Regions from separate parts of the Arachis hypogaea genome. Here region 2 is linked to region 1. Evidence: chromatin contacts called from public Hi-C data. All regions are on one chromosome and are shown on one strand. The core of a region is the stretch at or near the end of the contact, and the rest is flanking DNA. Distances in the headings are between cores, read along the strand shown.

Region 1 (3,500 bases), core at 522-3,021:
ATAGAAAATTACATTATATATCATAATTATCAATTAGATGTAATATAAATTTCACAACGAATAGGAAGTAAACAGTTGATCACATGAAGTTATATGAAGAAGCTGCAAATGTCAAAATCAAATGTATAGGAAAATTATGAATATTACAACATGCTATAATATAATTTTCAAGCTTGAATTCTATAATGAACATAATAGGAGTAGAATGCTATAATGACACAAACTAGTAAATTAAATTTGGTTAATCATAACATTACCTGCTTTTCGCTTAGCAGCTGCATTATCTGGCATGGGGGAGGACAAAAGCACCTCTCGATATACAAAAGAAAATGTAAGATCTGTATCAAAAGATACAAAATATTTTTTGAGGGAACCAAAAAACCTGAAATCCCATTTATTAAAGAAAAATGAAAATTCTGACTTCTGATAACTGGAAAGCATTCATACCGTGCTGAGGAGGAGCAGCAAACGATATAATATCACCATGGAAAACTTTGACAGCAGGACCATTCTTTTTTAACTTCTCCCAGTTAAGGTAAGTTCCATTTCTGCTGAACAACACTTTACAAAAATCAGAATATGACAAGGGAGAGAAATTTTTCCACAAGAAGGATAGAAATAGTCAAACTCTGAAAAAGAATCCACAACCTTGTATCTTTCAAGAAAATTGATGTTGTGTCCACCATATTTTCGTTTGTAACCGACATCCTGTATATTCTGCAATGATTTGCACTAATGTTGTTCGAATCAATCTGGAATCGCACATCATCCACCAATCGGCCGATGCAGTGCTCATTGGCAGTTAGTAAAATATTAATTCCCTGGTCAGAATCAACCATTCAACCAAATCAAATCAAATGAAGAGGAGTAACCAATAGTTACAGAAAAAGAACAATTAAATGAAGAAAAGGTGCCAAAACCATTGGTCACACAGCTGCGTTCAACTACCACTGAATGTAATTTCATAATAACTTTGTTGCAAATCCATACATATTTACAGCACAGTTCAATCTTGTTGACATATATTAAGAGTCTGTTTATTTGACCATATTTTGTAATTAAAAAAAGTTTTTTTTCTTAATTGCTTTGAAAAAATTCTCTTCCTTTGCAGACTGTTTGAACAATATATAAATGAATAAACAAACTGAAATATCTAAACGCAAACTAATGCCCAAATTATTGCATGCATGTAATCAGCACAAGTTCATAAGGTCATTACTGTATCCGGTAGGTCGTGGCTTATATCAGAGATCAAGCTGCAAGCTTGTCACTTTTCACTTTCAGAGGCAAAACGGTTCACTTCACTTGCATTTTTCAAATAAAAAAACGCAACTACAAAGAAAACTATGAATTAGAGCAACTGAGATTTTATCTGAGATGAGAGAAAGAACGAACCTGGAGCCTTTTGCGGGCATTGTTGGAGATAGCGGTGAGGACGCCCCAAACTTGAGGATCAGAGAAGTGAAGAGGTTGAGATGCAATGTTTGAAGCAACGGAAACAATGCGATCCCTTGCGGTGGGGCTCGACGCTTGCTTCTGCGGTGAGTTCTCGTTACCAGCAGGAGGAGGAAGAAGCTTCAAAGCTTTGGTGATAGGGGATTCCGATTTCTCGTTCTCCACCGCCATTGACATTACAGAGTGAGGGGTGTGACTGAGAATGAGAAAGGGAAAAGGAGGAAATTTGGCGGGGATTTTGAAACCCTAAATTGATTGATTTTTGGGAGGGAAATGTAGTTAAGTGATGAAAGTGGGGTTGGCGGGTGACTTACTGACTTCTCATGTTGACAATGATTGATTGCTTGTTTCGCTAGCTTGCCTTGCAAGCCTTCCATTTTATTTTATTAAAATATTTATCAATTGGAATTCAACTATTTATTATTTATTGTCAATGAATTACATCATTCCTGCATACTCATCTAAATGTTCAAATCTCTTTATCTTTAGTAAAAAAAAATTATTTATTTTTTATTATTTTATTTGTTAAATATGTTATATCAATTATATGTATAATAGTAATAAAATAAAAAAATTTATTTACACGTCATGATAAAGGTGTTCAAAAATCAGTTCAAATTTAAAACATATTTTGTCCGAATTAGATTTATCATTTTTATTCTATATTATTTTTAGACAGATCATGCTTTGGGTGATCCAACACAAAATTGTATTTTATAATTAAAAAATATATATATTAAAGTGAAATTAAAAATAAAATTATAAAATTATATGCACTAATTTTATATCAAATCAACTTGATTTGTTTTTAGGTCAATTTAGAGACCAGAATTAAACGAGAATATATAACTCAAAAACGTAAGACAACATTTTGTTTATTTACATCAAGTTTTTGGGAGGCTCATTCAAGACTTACTCGAACTATTAGTCAACAGAAAATCAAAGCGTTGGTTTCAGCTAATACCTAATAGGGATAGAGATAGAAAAAAAAAAAAGAAGAGGGTTTCGCGATTTGTGGATCCATCAAATAAATGCAATAATTGGTAAGAATAAAAAAAATAATAGGTATAATAATTTATTGAGTAAAAAATTTTAAATAGACAATAAAATATTAGAATTGAGTCTAAATTTAAATTAACATGACCCATATATACCTCTTATCTTATAGTTTAAATTATTTTTTTTCCTCTGCTATGTTTATATACCATTTTGTTTTTTTTTTTTTGTTTACATGTTAAATTTTTTTTTTTCAAATGAATAGATCAAATTCAAACATAAAAAATTTATTTATAGAATATAAAAGAATATTTTTGTTTATGTCAAGTCTAAAAAAATAAGTATAGTCTACAAAAAAAGAGAAAGATCTAAAAGATCCTTTTAAAATTGTTTAATTTGTGTGGTAAGTGGATCTGATTCGATTTTGACAACGAAAAAGGACTCTTAATTACACTAATGTGTATATCTATAATCTCGCTCCTTATTTGGAATGTGGGATAACAACTCTTCCAAATCAATAGGGAGTAATTACTCACCACTTTAGATGGAGGAATTATATAAAGGTAGTTAATCTATCATCCTAACGGTATAAAAATACCTCATCATATATAGGTATTTTGAAAATTTTAATTAAAATATTTGTCTAAAATTTTTACTAACTTAAATATCAGAATTCTTTGTACGTACCACTTTCATTTTCATTTAAAGAATTTAGACGACTTTACTTTGATGAGAAAGACGTCAAAATCTTCATTAAAAAAAGTTTAAACCTCACATCCAAATCCAAATCATCAGTTTCAAATAATCTTTGAAACAGTTTCTAATAAAATAATTATAAACACAAAAGATTAGTTATTACCAATTAAACTATAACTTTTCAAAAATATTTTATGAACACAAAAGGTTCAATTATTAAAATTTATATATTTATATATGTTATTTAATTTTTTAATAAAATAATTATATTTATTATAATGGAATAACTAATTTGTTTTATAGATTTATCTACCAAGATTGAATTGATGTATTTTTTATTGATATTTTTATAT
Region 2 (3,500 bases), core at 484-2,983, 230 kb after region 1:
GCATGAAGTGGCTGCAAAATGAGAGTTAAGTATAGTAAAGTAATGAGTAGCATCTTGTAGAAAAAAATATATCACATTTCATAGAAAAAAAAAAACAAATATATCACATTTTATTACCATAATGTCAAGGTCCTGCACATGATTGAATGCATCATTGCTTTGAAAATTTCTGAGTCTAGAATACTATTTTAAAGTTGTGCCTACATAGCAGGTTTGAACATAGAAGTAAAAATACTACATGCATTCAAAGAAAAAAAAAGCATTACTATCACACAAATGAAGAGAGCACTTTTTATTTAGAAAAGAAGAGAAAACTGAAAAAAAAAGCATTACTATCACACAAATGAAAAGAGCATTTTTTTATTTAGAAAAGAATAGAAAATTTTTGACATGTATAAAAGTATATTTTTCGAGTTTATTGAATGAAAAAAAAAATGTCAACAATTAATATTTTAATAAAAAAAATGCATTACACTTAAAAGAATGTCAAAATCTGGAAAGTCTCAGTAAAAATAATATACACCTTCCTCAAACTATTACTAACCCATCAAATATAAAGTTCTAAGAAAAATCATAAAAATAAAAGCACTTTTGTCCAATCAATAGATACTGAGAAACATATTAATACTCTATGGTAGTTGCAAAAACTTTACGGAGTAATAAGTTAAGCTTTAAGAAACCGTTTTGAAAATAAAGTAGAATTTTTTTTCAATAAAATTCACTTAAAGGAAGTCATAACACATTAACATATGAAAACAAAATAATTATTTTACAAAAGATCATACTACTTGTCTGATTTTCTCAATAAAATTTATACTTGCGCTTCTATTTCATATTTTTAATCGAAAAAATAGCAAAAAATCAATTAAAAAATAAATTTATCAACAAAGATAGTAACCATTACTACAAAATTGAAGTTTGAATGAAGGAAAGCTTTATAGCCGCAGTGGTTTGTTCATTTCATATCTGAATATCGGGTTCTTCACTTCTTTATACAGTCTTATGACGTACATCACAGCAAAAAATAGTTAATTCTAGGCCAGTTTGACTAAACTTCTTAAATAAGTTCTTTTGAAAAAAGGAGCTTAAAATATAAGAACTTTTATTAATAACAACTTTTAAATAAGTTATTTTGTGTTTGAAAAGTTATTATAAAAGTCTTTATTTTAAAGTTGTACATTAAATAGGAGTGATAAAATAGCTTTTAAAAATAAGAAAAGTCACATTTTTTAACTTCTTCAAAAGCTCTTAAATAACTTTTTAAAAAGTTAAAAATTTATCTAAAAAATTATATATACCAAACACTATTGATGTAACTTTTTATAAGTCAAAAGAAAAAAAAATAGCTTTTGGAGTTTTCCAATCAGACCCTTAATTGGTTATTTTTGGATTTTATTTTGTATATATAATAACTGTAAAAATTAAATTTATACATATAAGAAGGAGAAAGTAAAAAGAAAAATGTTTGACAAATAAAATTTTCAAAAATAACTCATGCAAGAGTTATTTAATATGGGTAATTACTAATGAACATGAGCAAAAATATAGTAACACATCATCATGCCTTCAGTGTGTGAAAAAGCAAAAAAAAAAAAGAAATTGGCGTCGCCCGGACTCGAACCGGAGACCTTCAGTGTGTTAGACTGACGTGATAACCAACTACACCACGACACCATTTGATGTTGTTTACAAATACTTATAAAATAGAAATAAATATTATAATGCATCCATGAATTGAATATATCAATGTGCCTCTGGCCTTTGGAACCCTGAAAAGTGAAAACGGAAATCCCCTAAAATATTAAAACAGCTCATTCTGCCGTCGCACATTGCAGTTGCGCCAACACCCCACGCCACTGCCTCTCACAATTAAGGTCTCTCTCTCCCTCCCTCTCTCGTTGGGTTTTAGTGTATCTGTAATTTTTGAAGCCATGATTTCTAAGCATATTTTATAGAGTATTTAGTGGGATTGACCGTTTGAAAATCATGCTTTTGTAATTTTCTCATTACGAAGATGTTTATATTGTCATCATAATAAACATATTAACCTTCTTTAATAATTTTAATTTATGAAAGAAAAATAAGCAGACAAAAAATAGAATAGAAGTTACCGTTTGCCTTTGTGTTTGATGGAAACAGAATCAAATTCATGATATTCCCCACAAAACACAGATTTGATGTGATATCTTGTGGAACTCATTATCTACTGTACATTGATTTCATAGGAAATTATTGTATTTAAAGGTATTATGTTGCTGCTGTATCAAATTTCCAAAGTGTGCTTCTTGAGTTAGGGTCTTTGAGGGAAATAAAGGATCTGAAGATAAAATAGACTTTACCAAATATATGCATTATTTCACCTTTCAATCATCTAATTACAATCATTTTTTTGGATTATCATTCACACGGTAGGTGTAAAAGATAGTTGTTTTTTATTAACGTGACGAGATATAATTAAATGCAAGTGTGAATCTGTTTTATATTTCATTAAAATCAAATTCTTATTTTTAATTGTTGAAGAGGAGGGAAAAAAACTGAAGTAAATGGTTTCGTTGTGTTTAGAGTAAGGAATGGGGGACAAGAAGAAGAAGGCTCAAATGTTTGTAAAACTAGTGTCTGCTGCTGGGACTGGATTTTTCTATGTGAAGAGGAAGCCAAGGCAGTTCACAGAGAAGCTCGAGTTTCGCAAGTACGATCCAAGGGTTAACCGCCATGTTCTCTTTACAGAGGCTAAGATGAAGTGATACACCACCTTTCAGTTTCATTTCGATGATCATGGCTCCATTCTTGTAGCTGGAACAATTTAGTACTGTTTTCTTTGATACAGTGAGTTTGAATCATGCCAATCTGTGTGTTTTACTTCTCTGCCTTGTGTACATTTTCCTTAACTTTTTGAAGGTCTAGATTTGGTATTATCTTCTAGTTTGATGTTTGAATATTGTTCAATGGTGATGGATTTATTCTCCCATTTTCTTTAAGAAGACAAACATGTAAAACCAGAGAATCTAGTGCTACTTCTATGCAGTTCTTGTGGATTTTGAACACAAATAGCACTGAGTATACTGTGCAAAGAAAATGAATGATTTGCTTACCGGAATAGTTAAATTTTCTTACTGAATTCGTTAATAACTGTAACGTTGTACTTAATAGTTAATACTTACCTATCAGCATATTCAAGTTAACTATGTCTGCTTTACATTTGTTTTAGGTTACTGTGGTACTTTGTGCCAAATTGTTTTCTTTGTCCTTGATAGTCCAATATTGTGATTGCAAATTTCAATTTAGTTTTGACGGCTTGACGCTAATCACTATTGTGTTAAAGGTGATGTCGTTCCGAAGTATCTAAACATGATAAGAAACCAAGCAGAAGTTGGATTAAAATGTGTAATTTTCATTTTTTTTTAAAAACTAATAGGGGTGCCTAGTATTGAATTGAGTTAGAGTAATAGAATGGAATTTTTAGTCAAATTTGTGTTTCACAAATTTTAATTATCAAATGA

What was found. A called contact is a pair of places that touch in the nucleus more often than the background predicts.
Region 2: a contact with region 1 is called in a Hi-C map of leaf, with 5 times the contacts expected there. The contact joins the promoter of LOC112743944 here to the promoter of LOC112743105 in region 1. A contact is called at or near these places in 3 of 8 Hi-C or Micro-C datasets (all in leaf).

The regions. Positions count from the first base shown.
Region 1 is chr14:123,561,053-123,564,552 of arahy.Tifrunner.gnm2.J5K5, forward strand. LOC112743105 reads right to left here and starts at 1,772. Exons shown (of 13, transcript XM_029292257.2): 1 at 1,396-1,772; 2 at 649-821; 3 at 448-548; 4 at 258-338. The coding sequence starts at 1,632.
Region 2 is chr14:123,795,275-123,798,774 of arahy.Tifrunner.gnm2.J5K5, forward strand. LOC112743944 reads left to right here and starts at 1,734. Exons shown (of 2, transcript XM_025793387.3): 1 at 1,734-1,874; 2 at 2,563-3,097. The coding sequence starts at 2,571. The coding sequence ends at 2,744. TRNAV-AAC (transfer RNA valine (anticodon AAC)) reads right to left here and starts at 1,674; the gene lies at 1,601-1,674.